Linked DNA regions of Mus musculus: regions 2 and 3 are each linked to region 1. The links are chromatin contacts, called in public promoter capture Hi-C maps. All regions are on one chromosome and are shown on one strand. Each heading gives the region's core, a stretch centred on a gene start, on an enhancer-like site or on the middle of the called end of the contact. The rest is flanking DNA. Distances are from core to core; before and after follow the strand shown. Region 1 holds the start of Tbc1d8b (TBC1 domain family, member 8B). Region 2 holds the start of Frmpd3 (FERM and PDZ domain containing 3). Region 3 holds the start of 4930513O06Rik (RIKEN cDNA 4930513O06 gene).

What was found. Promoter capture Hi-C pulls out the DNA fragments that hold promoters and counts their contacts.
Region 2: a contact with region 1 is called in a promoter capture Hi-C map of embryonic stem cells, with 2.4 times the contacts expected there. The contact joins the promoter of Frmpd3 here to the promoter of Tbc1d8b in region 1. A contact is called at or near these places in 2 of 39 promoter capture datasets (both in embryonic stem cells).
Region 3: a promoter capture Hi-C map of liver shows a contact between it and region 1, with 2.6 times the contacts expected there. The contact joins the promoter of 4930513O06Rik here to the promoter of Tbc1d8b in region 1. A contact is called at or near these places in 10 of 39 promoter capture datasets (the 3T3-L1 cell line, cranial neural crest, frontonasal cranial neural crest and 5 more).

What each region holds. Positions count from the first base shown.
Region 1 is chrX:139,682,535-139,687,340 of GRCm38.p6, forward strand. Tbc1d8b (TBC1 domain family, member 8B) reads left to right here and starts at 2,462. Exons shown (of 21, transcript NM_001081499.2): 1 at 2,462-2,776. The coding sequence starts at 2,647.
Region 2 is chrX:140,339,284-140,344,089 of GRCm38.p6, forward strand. It overlaps Frmpd3 (FERM and PDZ domain containing 3), which reads left to right and starts at 2,980. Exons shown (of 15, transcript NM_001320946.1): 1 at 2,980-3,106. All of the region lies in intron 3 of Gm32113 (predicted gene, 32113), which reads right to left.
Region 3 is chrX:139,084,395-139,089,200 of GRCm38.p6, forward strand. 4930513O06Rik (RIKEN cDNA 4930513O06 gene) reads left to right here and starts at 1,849. Exons shown (of 4, transcript NM_029174.1): 1 at 1,849-2,001. It overlaps Serpina7 (serine (or cysteine) peptidase inhibitor, clade A (alpha-1 antiproteinase, antitrypsin), member 7), which reads right to left and starts at 825. Exons shown (of 6, transcript NM_001382372.1): 1 at 794-825.

The DNA of each region.
Region 1 (4,806 bases), core at 1,212-3,711:
TTGACTAAATGTATTTTGCATTATGCTATGGCTAGGTATGTCCCCAGAGACTCATTGGTTTGTACAAGCCTATGGGGGCCAGGGAGTAGCATGTAGTAATTTGAGTATGTGTGACCCAGGGAATGGCACTAATAGGAGGTGTGACCTTGTTGGAGTAGATGTAGCTTTTTTGGAAGAAGTGTGTCACAGTGGGGGTGGTCTTTGAGACCCTTCTCCTAGCTGCCTAGAAGCCAGTCTTATCCTGTTTGACTTTGGAACAAGGTGTAGAACTCTCAGCTCCTTCAGCACCATGACTGCCTGGATACTACCCTGCTTCCCACTATGATGATAATATACTGAACTTCTGAACCTGTAAGCCAGCCCTAATTAAATGTTGTCCTTTATAAGAGTTGCCTTGGCAGCATAGACACACAGGTCCAAGGCCCCTGGCAAATATATATTAGGGGACTGACTGGTCTGGTTTCAGTGGGAGAAGATATACTCAATCCTTGAGAGACTTGAGGCCCCCAGGGAAGGGGGATGCCTGGTGGTGGGGAGCACACTCTAGGAGGCAAGGGAGGAGGAATGTGATGAGAAATTGTGGGAGGGGAAACAGGAGGGAAGGCAATGGCTAGAATGTAAATAAATAAAATAAGTAAAAAAAAGAGTTGCCTCGGTCATGGTATCCTTTCACAGCGATGAAAATCCTAACTAAGACACTTATTAATGAGCATAGCATGCGATACATTAAGTTCCAGGACAATATCAGCAGCGATATTCAAGATTGTTTGTAATTCCTAAGTATTTTACAGGAATATTCATAATTGGACAATGAAAAGAATGCCATGGTATTTTAAATGTGGTTTTAGAGAAACAATTATTTGCAAAGACTTGAAGTACATTATGATCAAGACAAATTTTAGCGCAATAGACATAATTCAATTTGAAAACTGTTTTCTTTATACAATCAGTGAAGTGTTTGTTTATAAATGCAAAAGTGTTCTAAATCCCCAGCTCCAGCTCCAAGCTGGAAGTGGGCCTGATCTTAAGACAGAGTATCTGGGTAGCCCTGGCTGGGTTCAGCGTACAGAGAAGGAACCATCCAATCCTGATGCTCTTTGCCATAACTAGAACCATAAGCATACTGACGGACAATGGCGGCTGGAACTGTACAAATGAAGGAAGACAAAGGCTATCCACATTTGCTGCATTTATTGACCTTTTACTGTGAAGAAATGGAGAAACGATGTGCCTTAATACACCTTCAAAGGGTGACTTTGCGCTAGGAAACACTCTGCCTTGGGATTTTGCTTTGTTGGTGGTGGTGATGGTTGCGTTTTTCTTCCACAAAAATAAATACTTGCTTGTGACATATACCTGCTTCGCCAGAAACCGCCCAAGTCTTGGAAGATTTAGCCTGGAGACACTCCTTGGGGCAGAGTTCACTGGCTCCAGGACTCCTAGTCTGAGTGTCCCAGTCCATTGTCTTAGCCACATGGCCCTATATCTTTATTTTGAATACCTTGCCAACTTCTCAGGACCTTTTATTTGCATTCTTTCTGTAAGCCAGTTTTCACTTTCACTCTATTCTTTTCCTGTCGGGATTGAGTTATCCTAACAACAACAATAACAACAACCAGCCCTCAAATAATTCCTCACAGCAGAACTCTTTCATTTTAGTGCGTAGGCTGTTGTGCAGCATTGTCAAGGTATCAAGAAAATAGGCTGCCCTGCCCTGCAAGGAATTTCGGGTGTTTGTTTGTTTTTTAAGGTTAAAAAAAAAAAAAAGAAATACCTAAAAAGTTGGAGTAGAGATTTTTCAGCCAGTAGTCAAATAAACAGAGGCAGCATGGGGGAAGGGATAATCGCAAGTGTGTGTGTGTGAAGAAGTGTTTTCTGAGATTTACATTCTTCTGGTATGAATGGACAGAATTTAATTTAGGCAAGGCTTTTGAATAACAAGTCTATTCACCCACTGTGAGAGCGTGGGTAAGTAACTTCGCTTGCTAGCGCTTAGCGAGCAAAGCGGAGGATCCACTTTGAAAGATTTCCCTGAGGATTACCTGAGAAATCACCTACTACCTAATAGGCGCAAAGTAAATGGAAGTTGCTGCAGGCTACTGCTTCCTGGATGGGCCATTACTCAAAAATGCCGGAAACTTTGTTTTCAACAAACTAGTCCTCTCACTATAAAAGAACTAGGAACACTGCTGTCATACACGGGGTTAGCTTATTTGAAGCAAAAAGACAAAAGAAAACCCTCTTTAACTTTACACAGGCTAAACTCACTTAACTGGTGGCGGGAGCGCCTCAAAGGCGCCCCCAACCCACCCAACTAGTAACCCAGTGCATTGTGGGAAATGTAGTCTAGGGCTATATTAGACCGGGTACGGGAAAAGTGGATAGAAAACTACAACTCCCAAGAGGAGGTGAAGCGGGGCTATTTCCCAGTCTGGCAGTAGCTCCGTGGGAGGGAGTTGGCACTCTCTCTGCCTACGTGGGAGAGAAGGCACGGTTGGGGGAAGTGTGGAAAACCTCCGGAGGCGCCGCCGCCAACGGAAGACTTGGTGGGAGGAGAAGTAGAGGGGTAAAGACAGGCTGGGAGGGTGGAGGTGAGGAGGACAAATAGGTCGCCTCCGTTCCCGAGGCGGCACAAAGTTCTTCAAGATGTGGCTGAAGCCCGAGGAAGTGCTGTTGAAAAATGCGCTGAAGCTGTGGCTGATGGAAAGATCCAACGAGTACTTTGTCCTGCAAAGGCGTCGAGGCTACGGGGAAGAAGGAGGAGGGGGACTTACAGGTAAGAGGTTGTGGCCAGCTACACCTGCGTTAGGGCTGGGTCCGCTGTCACTGAATAGGTGGCAAGGCAAACAGTTACTCGTCGCTGCCCGCTGCCTCATCTTAAACCCAGGGCGACTGACTGGGGAATTCTGCTCCCGCCACCACCTTTCCTCTGCTACCACCGCGTCCTGACTGTCTTGCACAGGACTCCCAGTTGCTCTTTGGGTCTTACCGCGATAGGAGAAGCTAAGGGGGTTTCCAGTACCTGATGGGTCGCTTCCCATGGCGAAGGGGGCTGATGGGCAGTGCAGTGCGCTAGCTAGACTAGTCCCGTTAAGACAGGCGAGGAGAGCGGGTTCGCGGGTGTGGACTTAACTTTTTTTCCAAAACCTATACAAATAATCACCACCCTAGGGAGTGAGTGCGAGTGTGTGAGGGGCATTGCTAGGACATGGGAATCCTAAGGAGAACGAAGTGCCCCAATCACACCTTGAGAGAGAGGCTGCAAGTGAGATTTGGGTCGGGGCATGGGGCTGCTTGATGCTGGGGAAGTGAAGGAGTAGCCCTCAGAATTACTCACCTCCTCTCAGTTTCGCGTCTTTTGCTATATCCAAGTTTTCAACCCTTGGAATCCCTGTATTCTTCTAAGAGTACATTTCTCTCCAGTGAGTTTGGCTCTGCCCCTTCTTTCAAAGATGTGTAAACCAAACCAATTAAACAAGAAGGAGACTCAACTCTTCTAAGCCAGTCTCCCACAGTTGTTAATCTTAATTCAAAACTGGTCCATGTCTGAAGATTACAAAGAAGGCTGTTTTTAGATCCTTAGTCTTCCATAGGGGCTTTTTACAAATTTGGACCTTGGAGAGACAAGAGCTGTTTTTCATGGTAATTCTTAGTTTGGTATTAGGGCTTTGAAGTGGTGGAGCAGCTTAATTTGGGGAGGGTGATGTAGAGGGAAGAAGCAAAAATCTGACCACCTGAATTTTGATCATATCCTTACCTCTTGCCTGTTGGATGGCATTGATCAAATTCTTTCATATATGCAATCTTTTTTTTTTATGGTGGGTTTAAACTGCTTTTCTCTTCTGAGATTCTTTTTTTATTGATCATTTTATTTGTTTACATTTCAAATGTTATCCCCCTTCCTGGTTTCCCCTCCACACCCCCTTATCCCATATCTCCCTGCCCCCCTCCTCTTTGCCTCTATGAGGGTGCTCCTTCAACCAATCACCCACTCCTGCCTTACCACTCTTGATTCCACCTATGATGGGGTATAAAGTCTCATATATGCAATCTTAAGGTACCACTTTGTGCTAGAATTATAATTTTGGTCACTGCCTTTAAAGTGCTGGGTTGAGAGAGGAGGGTGGAAGTAGACTAGGAAGATTAACTAGTTTACTAGAAAAAAATAGAATCAGAACCAAAGGACTACTGAAGGGTTGAAGGAAGAAGTTTCGTGGCTTATGTGACATTGATCTTCTTTGGCTAAAAAGAATGGTGCTTACTCTATGGAGATATGCGTGTAAACTGTAAGATAATGTTCATAAAGGTATGTTTATGTTAAGGCGAGCCTCCTCTAATGTGGATAGAATTCATATGTCCTATGAGATATATGACTTTACAACTAACAATCATCTGACTTATCCAACTTCTAAAAAGGGCCTTCAGGCAGTATGGGAACAAAAATTGCCCCTATAATAAAAGTAGCATTTTACATTTTTTCCTGAACTTTAAAAATTACAAGTTGTTTTAGAGAAAAGTTTTCATTGAAATGACAGTTTCATTCAAATAGAAATTTCTTTTTAAAATTAATTACTTTCTTTATTTACATCCCAAATGTTGTCCTCCTCCTGGTCCCCCCTCCCAAAGTTCTTCAACCCATTCCCCCTTCACATCTGTGAGGGTCCCATCCCCCTTTCTCTGTGGTATCAAACAGGTCAATTAAAATGGATTTTCTCTTTACCCCACTCACCTCTTTTATTAGTTCCCCATTGCTAGAACACAAGGAACTTCGTCTGAAGAAATAAATGAAAATTTCTATCACTTGCA
Region 2 (4,806 bases), core at 1,730-4,229, 660 kb after region 1:
GCTCTATGGCTGCCAAGGAAGGCTGGGTGTGGGCCGTGTGTGTTCTGTGTCTTCTCTAGGGACCTACTTGCTGCAGGTGCCCTGGCTCAAGTCCAATGTGCTTCTTTTCCTTCTTTCCCTTGGGCTTTCTTTCTAGTTCTTCTAGGGCTGTTCGGGGCAGCTCTGAGTTTAGCTCTGCTTCTTAGGTCCCTGAGACTTTGCTTAGTCCTCTATCAGCTCTAACATCCTTATAGCCATTCTTGACAATGATGATCTGACTGTAAATGAGCCCAGAAGGGAGGAATCTATCAGAGTTGTCTAGAAACTGCCCATTAGAAGCCCGTGTTTCCTTAGTGTGTTCCCCTCGGGTAGCAGAGGGTAAAAGGAAGTACTCTGGAAATTTGGAAAATTATCTTGAAGATACAGTTACATAGCAGGCATACGACAGTCAGTCTCTTGTACCCTTGGGTTCTATGTTCTCAGATTTAACCAGCTGTAAATCAAAATATTCTGGAGAATAGAATTATCTTGCTTTTCCAAAAAAAGAAATTCTGAAAAGAATTATGTTTGTGTTGAATTTTATTCCTTGTCATTAGTCACTAACCAATATGGTATGACAAATACTTACATAACTTTTATATTGTATTAGATTTTTAAATAATCTAGAGATAATTTAAAGTATACAAGAGGATATACATAGATTATCTGCACATACTGTGCTGTTTTAAATGAAGGAGGGAGCACCCTTAATTATTTCGGTATCTGTTTGGGATCCTGAAACCTACTCTGTAGATACCAAGAGACAACTGTGTTGTAATGTAGATTGTAAAGATAGTCAAGGTGGCCCGTGGGATGAGCTAAACAAGCAAAAGACTCTCCCAACGTTTCTACTAGTTCCTCTACAGATCTCTGCTGCTTGGGCAGAACCCAGAACCCCGGCTATCAGCAAAAGTAAGTCTTTCCCCTCTTGACCACACTTTGCTGTCTAACATGAGCTTCGTGTTTTCTAAATGGAGGTATCTTGGTGATCTGAAGAGGTTTTGACCCAGACACCTGCAATGCTGGGGTCTCATAATCTCATGAGAGGAGCAGGCTGCTTTAGAGACCCAAAGCCCAGACAGTTCTGCTGGTTCCATTCAAGTCCTTAAAACAATCTCCTCGGTTTAATGCCAAGCCATCACTAACCAGTGTGTCATAGGCACCACTGAGGGAAAACACTATTTCACAGAGCAGGGGCTGCTTAGATGCCGGCTCACTAGTTCTGGAAAGATGAAATTAAGTACAATCAATCTGGAAGAGTCAGCCAGGATTTCTTTTCAGTTTTACCTCCCTGTAGCCCCCTCCCACCTTAGAGACAGACTAATCCCCGACATTTGTCTAATGACTTTATACCTGTCAAAGCTCCTTCCTATCTATTACTTCCCTCCAGCATCACAAACACCCCCAGAAAGGAGGACCGGAAGGCATTATTATCCCTGTTTGACCAACAAGAAAACTGAGGTACCAAAGGATACATGACTCATTCAGGGTCACACAGCCGTTTAGTCAAAGAACTGGGGCTTTAAATGTTTTCTAACTTCCAGTCTTGTGATCTTTCTGCCTTACAAGGTAGACTCACCTACAGGACTATGGACGCGTGCTGCTCCTAACACAGTACCCAACACACATAGATGCTAATAAGTATTTGCTGCAAGGAAGGAAGAAACAAGTTCTACAATGGTTCTCCTTCTTGTTGTTTTGAAAAAATGGTCACACCATGTCGCCCAGGTTGCTCTTGAGTTCCTGGGCACAAGTGATCCTCTATACTCACCTTCCCAGATGTCTGAGACTATAGATAAGGCCAACCACACACAGCTCTACTGATCTTAAGTCATTAAAATAGGATACGAATGTGATGCTATTTGATCATTTTGACCATGAAAGAAGGAGTTTGAGGTCTTTCCCAACTCACAGATGGCAATGCCAAAGAAAGGCTAGTGTGACAGCCACAGAGAAGCCAATGGGACTTGATTTCCTAACAAAGCTGCCTTCCACTCATCCTTCACAGAGGAATTGATCCAATGGGCCCTTAACCCAGTAGCAGAGAGGAGTCAGAATCAGTCCCACTTCAAGAAGAGCCTCCCCAAGATGTCTCTACAAGCTTTTCTCTGGTCTCCCATCAGTGACTCTGAAGTTCTGCTGTGAGAGTTACTTGAGAACACTGGCTGCTCTCTCCTCTTAAAGGACCTGAGCACTCTCCCCTTCTTGAGGAACTCCAAGCATAACAACCCAGACTTCAGAGACTCTGAGCTTGTCTCAGAAAAGACCACCTGGATCCAAACACCCTCCTCCTCCCTTTTCTATCTACCATGGAGTCGGGTACATACTAGAGATCTATCAAATATTAAGAAATGAGCTGTCTCTGCTAAAGAAGAGTGCCCGGAGTTGCCACTTGTTTTTAGTCCAGTTAGAAAAATGGGGGCCGGCGGGGGGGGGGGGGGGAGAGAGAGAGAGAGAGAGAGAGAGAGAGAGAGAGAGAGAGAGAGAGAGAGACAGACTGGTCTCCAGATACCACTTTGCAGTAATACAAAGCAGCGTTTGTTCCGGGTACCCCCCTAATTTAAGATCCCTGCGGGTTTTCTTTCTTGAGCCCACCAGTTCTCCCCTTGATCTCCAGGGGTGTTTGTTTTGCTTCCCCAGAGCCTCGGTTTTGTTTTGTGTACAATGAAAAGGGCGCTGGGATGAGAAAATGCATGCAAAGCACAGTGTCCAGATCTTAATAAGTGCTCAGCCAAGCGGCAGCTGGATTATCCATACACCTCTGTTCCCAGAGGGAGGGGTCCTCCAGGGACACCAGACTGCTCACGAGGTCCCGAATCCAGGTGCAAAAGAGGGGCTGTTTCTCAGCTCCCTGCTTAGTTCATCACCTCAGCCTCAGCTCTGGGGCTGAGCCAGTCGCCTCGTTCTTTAAGATTCTGGTCACAGCAGGGGCTGGGTTTCTAAGGCAGGCGTGATCTTTCTCTTCCTACAGACGCCGCTGCCGCCAGTGTCTGAGCTGGGCACTGGCAGGGGCAGTGCGCGGGAGAGACAGAGGGAGGGTTCCCGGCTCCGCAGCCACGCAGACCGGGCCTGGAGAGGGTCCCCGACAGTAAGTACTGTGCCCCAGAAGCCAGGCTAGGGCTTGCTTGGGAAAGGATCATATAGCTGGGCGTGTGTGGGGTTGTGAGGTCCGCAGAAATTGCTAGGGTCCTCACTGGCACCTCAGAGTGACTTGGGGGCAGTCTAGCACATGCCCCTTCTGGGTGAGTGGCCCTTCCTCGCTCCTTCCCGGGACAGAGGGAGGACGGGGCTTGGGGGGGGGGGGGGGTGAAGACAGAGGATTACAGAGTTCGCGCTTCGGGGGGTGTCATTTCTCTCCATCCCCCACCTCGAGCCCCCCAAGAATTCCTTCTAGTTGCCAAGCGGTCCTCGGGTCGGTTCGCGGAGCCACGGACGAGGAAATGGCAAGGCAAGATGCACGCGGGGCAGAGGTTTGGATATCCATGGCAAAGTGGCTGCAGGAGCGGGAAGTTTTCCTGCTGAGGGTGGGGGGCGGGGAGTGAAGACGGTGTAGAGAGGCGAGGAGAGCAGAAAGCTGGAGGAGAGGGAGGGCAGTGCTTCTAGGGGTTGGAACCAAAGCCCCCTGCCAGCAGCAGCCAGATCCTCCAGGATCCCTTCCAGGTGAGAGCTTTTGGGCTCCTGCAGGCAACTGAGTCCAGTGGGAAAAGGTCTGGGCTTCTAGCCTCCCTCCTCAGTTCCCCAGGCATAGTGGCTAGGTTGTGCTCTTTGGCGGTGGGGGAGGTGCACAGGGGATGCTGACGCGGTGTTGCTTTATAGGGAGGGGGCAGCTGAGACCTCAGTTTTCTCCAAACACAGCCAGGCTGAGAAACATGACCACTGTACCCACCTGGTGGTGCATTATTTACAGAAATATCATCCATTAGCAAGTAAGACTGGCAGGAACATTCCTGTCACTATTTTCTCTAGGCTGTGTAAAATTCAGACGGTGTTAGGGCAGACATAACAAGACCAGTATCTCCCCTCTGTTTTTCGACCCTCCACTACATTGGTCAGGCTTACCTCCCAGTAGTAACAAGTCATATGCAATAATAACAACTCTAGCTGTCATTTGCTTGGAGATTGCTATATGCCAGGCATAGCACTAAGCACTTTACATGCAGTATTTTATTCACTCTTCACAAATATCATGTAGGGTAAATACTAATATTATTCATTTTTACAAATGAAGAAATCAAGGCATAGAGAGGTGGGTCAAGACTAGTCCAACAACTAGTGAGGGGCAGGGCTAGGATTTCAACCCACTCTTTCTTCATACATATCCCCATTGATAACTATTGGAAATATTGGTAACAAGCTGGCTTTAATGGGCTAATAAAAACCAGGTTGATTTCCCTGTGGCAAAACTCATTTTAATTCTGTATTTCTGAAGTCAGGGCCCAGTCCCAAAGAATGTTGAATCAATTTTTCAAATTACCCCCCCCCCCATTACAAACTGTGGAGAAAGACAAACAGCGAGTTAGGACACAGCAGATCCTATTACTGGATGCCCAATGATAATATTAATTGCTAGTAGATCCTATAAATGAGCAGTTACTTTGCCAGCTCGTTTCATGTATTAAATCTTTTCATGGGTACTTCGAAGTGAGTCCTATAATGAGTCTCTCTTTATAGGCAAAGGAATGGGGCTTAAGAGTTCCAACCCACATCCAATAACCCCCAAACCATACCTGTTTTGGACAAATCTAATCATGAAAAGAGCAGTTTGTACTTACCACAGTCCCCAGCCAT
Region 3 (4,806 bases), core at 599-3,098, 600 kb before region 1:
TTCTAACAGATCTTATTCTTCTGAGTATGCATATCTTCTTGGAATTATTAGTTTTCTAAGCATAAAACAGTACAAAGAAACAAAGAGCCAGATGTAGAGACACAATAATCATACACCAGTAGTTTAAAAGAAGAGATCCATGGGGCCAGTATAAGACCCCTTCCTAAGACTGTCATGTTCTTTATGAGTAGCCTTGTCCTAGGTATAAACTGCTATAATATAGAAATCCTCCTAATCCATACTGTCTTACAAAATCCTTACTCATCTACCCAGTTGCTATTTATCCACTAGGACTTCAGCCTCCTTTGGAATATATGTTTCCAAATGTAAACACCTTCTCTCTCTTAACTCCACGAACCTACTCCTTCATTTTCAATCCATATCTCAATATACTCCACCACTGTTTATAGACAGACCCAGATCAAAAGGGCTTGCTTTGTTTTTGTTCATCACCTCTAATGGTCATGATGACCAATGGATACTGCCTAAATACATATGAATTTCTTTTCACTCCATCTCTACAGTCACTTGCCATTGCCTAAGCTTAAGGCCTTAATGAATTTATCAGCTCCTAGCAGGACAGAGGGCCTCTTATCCTCTCCAACCTTCCTTCGTCCACTCTTAGGTCAAATCTCTACTTCATCACCAGAGTACTCTTCCTATCAAAGTCATTAAGGCTGGTTAGAGGGTCAATTATCAGATGAGCACTCTTGCCTCCTAAACAAAATCACAGGTATTTGGGCCTCTGACTTGTTAGCAATGTTCAATGTTCCCAAGGAGAAAAACTACTTACAGCACATGCCCAAGAAGCCACTTGCATCTCTCAGATAGCAACACCATTCAGTCTTTATAACATGCCCTCTATTGCAAAACTAGAGCATTCCTGGTTACAAATTAACCATGCCATGAACTCTGGGATGACATTTGCAAAGCTGATGCACAAAACAAAGACCAAGTGGAAAAAAAAGGGCTTAAAAATTAAGGTTTGTACTCTGGGTAAAATTTAGATAAGATTTGGCTTCTGCATACATACTTCATTCAAAATAGTTCTTCCTGTCAGTGTTAGGCCATGATTACATTTGAGAAGAAGGTTTACAGACAAGAGACTTGGGGACTCTTTTGAATTGGTGTTATAGGATGGTTTGTGTATATGTGGAGAACATGTTGTCGAAACTAGGCTTTTTAGTGCTCAAAGGGAAACGCGTCATTTCTTCTGATCACTAAAATCCACTACACCTCCCCCTAACCCAAGGACTCCAAAATATAGTACAAATGGGGCCAGGAATGTGGAATTAAGACTACTAGCTTCTTACTGAGATTGGCTGTGTGCTAAATACAAAGAAGCAGATGAGACAAACAGATTTCATTCAGAAACTCCAGTTTAGCCTCTGTCACTTTCTAGGTATAGTGATACTGATAAAAGTGACTTCTCTACTATTTGACCATGCACAGGACAAGACACAAAGTATCTGATTTCCCACATGGCTACCTCAAGAACTACCTTAAGGGACAATTTGTTAATCAAGGGAGTAGGGAACTATCTGGGCTAGTTCAAGTTAATGCTACATATAGTTTATGGAAGGACTTGAAATCTAAAATAAATATGAAACACTTAAACTTAACTCAATTGGGAAGACACTGGGGGTGGTGTAGAAAAGAAAGTGGGGTCAGTAAGGGTGACTATATTATGTAATTTACATTTTCAATCAAATACAGTAAAGCTCTATAGTAACAAAACACCAGATTGAGCACTAGGGTTTTAAAGCTTAATACAGCGCATTCATACTTCATCATAGTGGTCATTATGATCTCATGACCCCACTTCCCAAACTCAGTTGGTCACATCTCACATACAGGATGGTCACTGGTCCCAGAGAAAGACCATACCAAGTTTGAGTCTCTTGACTTTTAGTTCAGTTAGAATTCTACCCTAATAATACAACATATTTTCTGTTTTCTCAGATGCTGTAAGATCCAGTAAACCCTTGGAGAAGACACAAGGTAAGAAAAGAAAATTCTAAACCTGTGCCCTCTGGTGGCATATTTGGACAATGGCATAGGTTCAGGTTTTCAATGAAAATTAACTTAAGGAATCAGATGGGACACACACACACACACACACACACACACACATATATATATATATTCATACATATATACATACTACATACACACATACATATACATACTTACCTACTGGCATACATACATAATACATACATACATACAAACATACATACATACATACATACATACATACATACATACATACATACTAGGGAAACAGAGGCAGGAAGATCAAATTATGAATTTTAAGCCAGTGGGTTACACAATGAGACAACAGCTGAAAACTAAAACAACCAATTTTTAAAAGAACTTAGTCAAGTACACACCAAGCACTGACTTGATCCCTCCTAAGGAAAGTGGACAATAGTCTAATACCAAACCTTACTTCACAAAGTTCCCAGTACCTCTACTTGATGAAGACCAAGCTTTCAACACATGAACTCTTAGCAGACACATCAAAACCATACTGAAACTATACAAAAATATTGTTCAGAAGCTCATTTCACAGTGCCTACCTTACCCATTCTGAGATTTCAAAAACTCCTAATTCTTTTCCATTTCATCAGCAGAAATTGGTTTCTCCTCTCACTGAAATATACAACCTATACTTCTGCTTTCAGCAAACACATTCTTTTGTTAATTTTTTTATTCTTTTATTCTTATTTTACAGTCCACTCTTCATCCCTCTCCCAGTCTACCCCCTGACGGCTCCCCATCCCATACCTCCTCCTCCCTTCTTTAAGAGGATGTACCCATCCTCCCACCCTCCCACCCCTGACCCCTCTACCCTCCTACCCCTTCAGACCTCCCCACTCCCTGGGGCCCCAAGTCTGTCGAGGGTTAGGTATATCTTCTCTCACTGAGGCCAGACCAGGCAGTCTTCTGCTGTATATTTGTCGGGGGCCTCATATCAACTGGTATATGCTGCCTGACTGGTGGCTCAGTGTCTGAGAGATCTCAGGGATACAGGTTAGTTGAGACTGCTGGTCTTCCCATGGGGTCACCCTCCTCCTCAGCTTCTTCCAGCTCTTCCTCAATTCAACCACAGGAATCCCCAGCTTCTATCCAGGTGTTGTCCTGGTTGGGTATCTGCATCTGACTCAGCTGTTTGTTGGGCCTCTTGTAGGGCAGCCATGCTCGGTGCCTGTCTGCAAACACACCATAGCATCAGCAACAGTGTCAAGTCCTAGGGCCTCCTCTTGAGCTGCACCCCAATTTGGGCCTGTCACTGGACAGGTTCTTTTCCTCTGTTTGTCTCTGTGGTTCCTTTAGACAGGAACAATTCTGGGTCAGAGCTTTTAACCATAGAATGGTAAACCCATTCCTCACTTGATGCCCTGTCTTTCCACTAGAGGTAGACTCTACAAGTTCCCTCTCCCCACTATAGGATATTTAATCTAAGGTCTCTCCTCTTATAATTATATTTAGCATAGTTTTAGCATTGTGTTAAGCTAATCTCAATAGCACAGTGACTAGAACATAACTTAAAAGTGTTACCATTTCAATTAATTCATTAAGATCCCAAATTATGTACATTAATTTTGATAAATACCCTAATTTGTTGCCATACAATACCTTCCAAATTTTATTTTATAAATGTTTAATATTTATTCAGTTACTTTCATGCTTACACTTCTCCTCCTGGTTTCATTTGATATTTGACCTCCCAAATAGTCTAAGAGAAAGAATGGGACCTCATTGTGTATATAGATGTAGAGAAAATAACAGGTATGGAATGGTAAGAGAAGCAAAGTAGCTTCCTTCTGGTTATATAAGGTTTAAAGGTTTGTAAGTCCTGGGTCTTTAAGCAAAGGAGAAACAGCTTCATGAGACTAAGAAAAAGATTGTGACTGCTAAAAAGGGAGCCTCAGTAATTTTCTCAGTGAAGGTTATATAGTTCTTCCAATGCTTTCATTCATGATTTCTTAGGGTTTTTTTGTTTGTTTGTTTGTTTGTTTAATTGACTAACTTTGATAAAAGTGACTTATCAATTCTGGGAAAAAATGAGCAGCTTTGGAATTTGGCAATCCCCATGATCAAATCCTGAACATATACTTTGACTTCCAGGTGCAATCCAAGAAATTCCACTTGCCTAGTATTATATGACTTGAACACTTGAGCCTAGAACCTCAGGGTTTTGACATGGTTAGAGTTAATTGTTAACTTGGCAAATGTTAGATCAGCTGAATGCTAGATCAACTGTATGTAATAGATATCCTGGACTGTCAAGCCAAGCATGAACATGCATGCATTCATTGCTCTCTTCCTGTGTGTGTGTGTGTGTGTGTGTGTGTGTGTGTGTGTGTGTTTTATTAGACATTTTCTTCATTTACATTTCAAATGATATCCCAAAAGCCCCCTATACCCTCCCCCGACCCTGCTCCCCAACCTACCCACTCCTGCTTCCTGGCCCTGGCATTCCCCTGTACTGGGGCATATGATCTTCACAAGACAAGGGGCCTCTCCTCCCACTGATGGCCTACTAGGCCATCCTCTGCTATATATGCAACTAGAGACACAGCTCTGGGAGGTACTGGTTAGTTCATATTGTTGTTCCTCTTATAGGGTTGCTGACCCCTTTAGCTCCTTGGGTACTTTCTCTAGCTCCTTTTTTAGGGGCCATGTGATCCATCCAATAGATGACTGTGAGCATACACTTCTGTGTTTGCCAGGCACTGGCATAGCCTCACAAGAGAGAGCTATGTCAGAGTCCTGTCAGCAAAATCTTTCTGGCATATG